Regions from separate parts of the Zea mays genome. Here region 1 is linked to region 2. Evidence: chromatin contacts called from public Hi-C data. All regions are on one chromosome and are shown on one strand. Each heading gives the region's core, a stretch centred on a gene start, on an enhancer-like site or on the middle of the called end of the contact. The rest is flanking DNA. Distances are from core to core; before and after follow the strand shown.

What was found. Hi-C and Micro-C count contacts between places; a contact is called where the count stands out from the background.
Region 1: a Hi-C map of tassel shows a contact between it and region 2, with 1.9 times the contacts expected there. The contact joins the enhancer-like site here to the promoter of LOC100282553 in region 2. A contact is called at or near these places in 2 of 25 Hi-C or Micro-C datasets (leaf and tassel).

Annotation. Positions count from the first base shown.
Region 1 is chr3:207,885,141-207,888,755 of Zm-B73-REFERENCE-NAM-5.0, forward strand. It overlaps the pseudogene LOC103652511. Among protein-coding and RNA genes, the nearest start is that of LOC109945197, 6.6 kb to the left of the region's middle. Within about 2 kb of position 2,346, at least 19 of the 20 cell types and tissues checked have an H3K27ac peak or open chromatin away from gene starts, as enhancers often do. A contact at or near this core is called in leaf and tassel, where this site is marked.
Region 2 is chr3:207,703,665-207,707,029 of Zm-B73-REFERENCE-NAM-5.0, forward strand. It overlaps LOC100282553 (RGG repeats nuclear RNA binding protein), which reads left to right and starts at 1,690. Exons shown (of 6, transcript NM_001294266.1): 1 at 1,690-2,252; 2 at 2,526-2,916; 3 at 3,009-3,153. The coding sequence starts at 2,060.

The sequences.
Region 1 (3,615 bases), core at 1,096-3,595, 180 kb after region 2:
GGATTACTATATGTGCTATTTTTTCTACCAAATGTTCCAGTTTGGTGCTTGTGGCACCTGTTTTTTGGTCTTATTATGTATAAATTATTATGCACTAACATTTTATTAAATAATTCGTATGACGTCGCAACACGCGGGCACGAGACTTTATGCATGTTTTTTTGTGCATTGAAAATATATTTTCTTCAAGTTTGCGATTGTGCTACATTTTTCTGCTTTTACTTCGACTATATGTCAATGTGCCATTAACTTATGATGGAGTCCGTTCAATTGTTTCTTGAATATACTTTTTTGTAGAACCAAATTGAATTTTACAATGCGGAATATTGATTGGGAAAATGTGGGATGCTGACTGGGAAAGCGCTACTCTCTTGTATGAACTAGCTGGTTGATGATTTTTTTATCATCCTTTTGGTTTTTTTGACATCAGTTTGTTCATTGGGGAGCATATAGGTGGAATGATGATTAATGTTCCTGCATATTAATGTATTTTTTCATAACATGTTGTCACCGTAACAACGTACGGGCATACAGCTAGTATATATATATATATATATATTACATTACAGGTGTACGTACATCGTTTGGTGCTGTCCCTGCCTGTGGACCCTTGGGACGGCCAGTCAGATCACTGTTCGCACCGCGACCGCCGTGCCTGCTCTACTACATGCATGCATGCTCTTGTACGTACTGTGCCGCGAGCGACCTGCGGCCAGCCGTGTCCGCTGGACGCACGCGGATCGGGTCAGATGGGTGGTCAGGCCAGTACGTGAGGTGACCGGACGGAATAGACGACGATGGGTACGTACGTACGTACGTATGCCGCTGGGCTGCGCGACTGCTAACGCTACTACTATACGCGATGATGCCCTTCTTGTCCGGCCCATGGATTTATCAGGTGGATGGATGGATGCCCCTTGCGAGCTGCGACGAGCGCGAGTGGGCAACGGCGCCGTCAAGCGCATGCATCCCCCCTCTCCCCCGCGGTTGTATGAGACTTGGAGGAAGGCGCGGCATGATGGAGATGCAAATGGGGTCGTTTGTCTTGTTTGCCTGTTCGCCGAGGAACCGTGGTGGACTCCGTGATTGAGCTGTGTCTCTCTGTGTGTGTGCATGCGCATACTGCACGGGGTCGATATGATGCGCATGCATATATATGCACGACAGAGATGGCAGACGAACTCATCACGCTGGTGGTGGTCTGATAGATACATGGACGCAGACTCCCCGCCTCCCGTACGTCCCGTTCCCAATCAATCAGGATTCAGGACAAGATAGCCGATGGCGCTGGGTCATTGGATGCCATGCCATCCGATGCCTAAAAGCGGCAGTACTGTGCTGGATCGATCAGGGTCACATCTCATGACTGACTGCGTTCCCTCCTCCTGACTGTGGAGACATATACGAGCAGACGACGGTAGAGATAGCGCTATCACCACTATTGCGCAGCGCGCGGTTGACGATGCAGCAGGATTACAACATTCTCACGTATCAGCAGCACCATCATCAGATTCACTCGTACTAGTCACATTGGTTGTTGATCAACACGCCGCTACAAGAACAATGTCTCTACGTGTTATCCACACGTACGTGTAGAGATAAAAAAAACACCGTGCACATAGAGAGAGAGAGAGAGAGAAACAGCGACCTGCAGCCCTAGGAAGAGAGGCAGCCGCTAGGATGAGTCTCACTACTATAGTACACGTGCGTGTTTGGTTTGTCTTTTGGCTTTGACTTTTATCCCCTAAAAGCCAAATCAAAGGGCTGGATCTAGTAAGCAGTTTTTTCTAAAAGCCGACTTTCTTATAGTGCAAAACTGAAAGCACCTATAGACCCGCTTTTAGCGGCTTTTAGATGGAACTGTGAAAATATATATGGAAAAACTTTTAGCGACTTTTAGTGGTTTCCACCAAACACTTTTTAGCTTTTTAACAGCTCACAGCCCACAACAGCTTTTCTCACAGCTCACAGCCCACAACAGCTTTTTTCACAGCCACAGCCCAATCAAACAGACTCTAACTCCATTTACATAGTTCTCGTGTACATGAGCTTTTGCAATAAGGGCCCATTAGACAACAGAAAATAACACGAAAACTTTCATGGGCCAAAATAGTTTCCGCGTGCTGATCACAAGGACTATAGCAATAAATATACATTCAGCATTCGGTTCTTAACCCGTGCTGATCACAGCAAACCTGTACGCCCAGCGTTTGGCCATCCCGGCGCGCGCCACACATTCCAATCCCACCACCACGTTACAGCAGCAGCATGGTGGCAGGCAGGTGACTGCAGTGCACCAGCATCATCTGCAGTGCTAGGTCAGCTGCCTGTGGTCACGAAGAGCAGTGCACTGCATACACCGAATGGAGCCTAGGTAGGTAGCTCCTGTAGGACAGAGTGAGGAGGCTAGCACCACCGACGACGGACAAGAAAAAAAAAAAACAGAACAAAACTACTGCCCCTCCCTACTAAATGCAATCTGACTGAACAACTCACATGTCGCGCGCATACCCTTGCTTGCTTTCCCATGCAACAGCCCAGTCAGGTAACGCCTGGACCTGGACTGGGCGTTAGAAACCGGCCCGTCCACGCCGTCACATGACCTGTCTCCATCGGCGACCTCAGATGTCCGCAGACCGCAGGTCGCTCAAGCTGCACTGCATGCGCCCCAGGTCCAGCTGTGTTCGTGCGCTGGCATTGACTTCGATCTGCCAAGTATTGGGGCAAGTAGTATACCAAGGATCTATGAGAACTGAAAAGAAAATACTAGGCAAAAGAATTCTCAAATGACATCCTAACAAGATGATGACAGAGTGTCGTCCAGAATCTGGAAGCCCACCGGTCGGCACAGTCCTGTACACGCGCACGTAATCATCGAGCTACAGCTACCGTATAGCGTGGAAAGAAACGTCTCTTTGGTCGCTGAGACTAATTATAAAGTGAAGTTAAAAATAAGAGTTGTGATAGAAAATGAGATGAGAGAGCTCTTAATAAAAACAGCCCAACGACGCGCCACGTGCGCAAGGGTAGTAGTACTGCGTAGTACTCCGTGATGCCCATCCGTCGCGTACCCGTTCCCATCCATTAGTCCAACGACCCACGGTCGGGCCGAAAGAGATGCGTCGAACGACTCGGCACGCTACGCATCGATGCCCTTCAGACTTTTCTCCACGCAAATAAATACCGAGCACGTGTCGAGACTCCTCGCATGAGGCGGTTGTCCATGTCGACTTTTTACGACGCGCAAGTGCAATTGAAACGGCCACCCGCGTATTCCTTTTCCTGACGTGCAGGTGCAGGTACCAGCCACTAGCTTGAAGAAATGCAGCACTGTACTGTACACCAGCTGGTCACCAGCGCCCTCCTCCGCGAGAAATCGAGGGCAACGAGTATTAAGGGCCTGTTGGTTTAGGGTGATTAAACTTTAATAATGGTTAAACTATAGTTTACTTTTAGTTCCTAAAAATACAAACCGGGTAACTGAAAACCCCAACTAAAGTCTACTCCTCCACTCACCAAGGACTATAGTAGCGTTTTTTTGCTGCATTTGGTATCATGTTTTCCCCCGTGCGCCCTATTAAATAGGGGGTCGTGCGGTCTTGATGCATGGTAAAT
Region 2 (3,365 bases), core at 440-2,939:
ATATTTTAAACCATGATTTTACCATACCATGATATTTTTGGGTCAAAAGACCAAAGTTTTTTGTTTGCACATAGTTGTGGTCTTGTCTCCTCCTACATTACAACCGAAATAATGTCTCCAAACATGTGTTAGATTGGATTGATGTAAAATATACAACATAGATATGCCATGACATATAATGAACTGTAATATTATAAATTGTGGTTTTGAGAAACATAGTTCCCAACATAGGTCCGGGTCCTAAACTTAGACAGAAAAGTTAGACAGGTTATGACGTCTTAGGCAGCAAACCAAATGGCCCTTAGTGACTTAGTGACACGAGACTTATCTATCATAACTCTTTTGATACGAGCGGATTGGATCGTTTATCCTATGAAATTGATTTGGTTAAATATAAAGTCATCACAACTAATAAAAAAGTTAGACATGTGCTGGATTTTATGCTATGTCGAGACTATGTGTTGAGCACCAAATTGAGACTACCGGACGGTCCGCGCCTGTGGGCCGGACGGTCTGCGCGTGCGCAGAACAAATTAGGGTTCCACGGTCTGCAAGGAGAAGACCTGGTCGACTACGGCGCTACGCCAGAACACTCAGAAAATTAGGAAAGCAAGATGACAAATTGGTCAGGACTAGTACGACACTCGGCGATACTGGGACTGACAGTCCGATCAAAGCTAAACGGGTCACGTCCGTTGAGTTAACCATCGGGACCAAGACCCTTGCGTACTATCCTAGTAGGTGGCAAGATGCCTAAGAAAACCGATGTGATCGCATCGAGTTAGTTGCTTTTGGTTCGCTCATCTCCACCAAAAGGCACGTGGGCATATGTTGAGCACCAAATTGAGACCGCCGGACGGTCCGACCCTAGGGCCGGATGGTCCGCGGTCCGGACGGTCCGCGCCTGTGGGCCGGATGGTCCACACGTGCGCAGAATAGATTAGAGTTCCGAGTTTTGTGCTACGATTGTTAGCTACATCCGCGGAATTAGTTCGGGAGATTAGTTTGTAAAGGGTCCAACCCCCTCCTCTATAAATACAGAGGTATACGACCGATTTGTAACCATCAATCGAATCAATAACATTTTTATCTCGCATTTATTTCCTGTACAATTAGGAGTAGTTCTAGTCTAGTTCTAGTTTAGCCTCTCAATCCCCAAATTCTCCGCTTCTCTTCGACTCTACGTCGATTAGAAGAGTCTAAGTCGGTCTGCCCGAGCCTAGACATCACCTAGGATCTCTCCTCCCCGACGGGGTCCCTCCCGGGAGCGAGATCCAGGCGCCGCCAGCGACCTTCGCCGCCCCCTGCGCACGCGCGGACCGTCCGGGCGTCAGACAGGAAACCCTAGCCCTGCGTCAGGCCGCAGACCGTCCGCCCTTGTGCAGAGAGCACGCCAAGGTTCGTATTGAGTGATTGACGCCGAAAAAAATGTCAACACTAAGCTCAATAGTCTTGAGCAAAAATGTGTTGGTAAATTTAGCGAAGCCAAACCATACACTTTTCTTCTAAAAAAGCCCACACATCTTTCTATCAGAAGTTCATCCGTTCGATTTGCAGTTAACGGCTCAGATGAAAAAAAATTCCCAAACCCACGAGCATCTCAACTCAGATGAAAAAAAATTCCCAAACCGTAAATCCTATAAATTCCATTCCACATATACCCCTTCGATCCACGGGGCTATGGCAATTGCCTCTCAAGCTCAAGGGCTCAAGGCCATTAGCGTAATTACAAAATTGTAATTAATTCTCAATCTCAAGGTTAGTAACGTAATTCTAGAGCTTCCGAGCAGAAAAGGTACGGAGTCGGAAGGATATGATCGCTTAGGAGTGCGGCTAGGGTTTTTTCTTGTCACACCTTCCCTCGGTCCCTTCCATCTTCTAGCCGCCGCCGCCGCCGCCGCTGCCCAAAACCCTACCTACCCTCTTCTTCCCCCTCACTCTCCTTTCATCTCCATTCTAATGGCGGCCCAACCCGTCCGGCGAAGCTGCTAGTGCTTGTATCTACTATCTTCATCAGGTACTTCGCCATCCTACTGAAGTATTCCCCGCCGCCGCTGCCATGGCCACCCTCAACCCTTTCGAACTCCTCGGCGCCGACGACAACGACGACCCGACGCAGCTGATTGCGGCGGCGGCGGCTGCTGCTCAGAAAGCCGAGGCGAAGAAGTCCGCCGTGGCGCCTGCTGGGAAGGCTGCCCAGCCTGCGGCGACCACCAAGTTCCCGACCAAGCCCGCTCCTCCCTCGCAGACGGGTGAGTTGTGATTGTTTACTGCGCTAGATCTGGCTCTCCGGGCACTTGTGCCCCTCGCAGATTTCGAAATGCTGCTTTTGAGCATATTTCTGAATTTTTTTATCCATCCCGCATCATGCTAGTTGTAAACTTTGATGACGAGTTTTCCGCTGCTGCAAAGTGGATTTTACCTTTCTTCAGGCCTGAGTTCATATCAAATGGTTTTTTATTGCCTCCATTTCCTGAAAGCACGAATATTCATTTGGACCCATTGTATTATACATTTTTTTTCAGTTCGGGATGCACGCGGCGGTGGCTCATCAGCTCGTGGAGGCTTTGGCCGTGGTGAACGTGGCCGTGGCAGAGGTGGACGGGGATATGGCCAGAACCGTGGCTTCAGTGGTGACAATGGCAATGAGTTCCAGGGAGGTTATGGTGGCGGAGGCTATGGGGATGGTGCTGTAACTGGTGGATCTGAAGGAGAAAGGGAGAGAGAGACTCGTCCCCCGTACCGTGGCGGAGGCAGACGTGGTGGTTACAGGAATGTTGAGTTTGCTGATGACTCTGAGAGGCCACCACGGAGAAACTATGAGCGCCACAGCGGGACTGGCCATGGCTATGAGATGAAGCGTGATGGCGCAGGGCGTGGGAACTGGGGCACTGCCACTGATGAACTTATTGCCCAGTAAGGAGACTAGTATATTGTTTTTAGCATAGTATTTCTGTGACTATGCCTCTGGAAGGTTTAATTGTACTAATGAAGCCCTCTGTGACTAGGGATGCAGAGGACTCTCCGAAGATGGAGGAGGCTGCTCCTGTTGCTGAGAAACAAGGTGAGCAGAATGATGCCCCAGCAGCAGATGAGAACAAAGATAACAAGGATGCTACTGCAAATGAGGAGGAAGAAAAGGAAGAGGACAAGGTGACAACTTATTTGGTTTTATCCACTTTTAAGTCCATTTAATGTTTAAGTGACATTGTTTGCCCAATTATGATGTGCTGTGTCTTCTGTGATATGACTGTGGTATATGCGTGATCTTAGACTGTAAGACAGTGGGGTTGCGATCATGTGATGTTTGTCTGATGACTGGTTTGGAGTCTGAGATTAGAAATTGCTTAGGGTAGAACCATTCA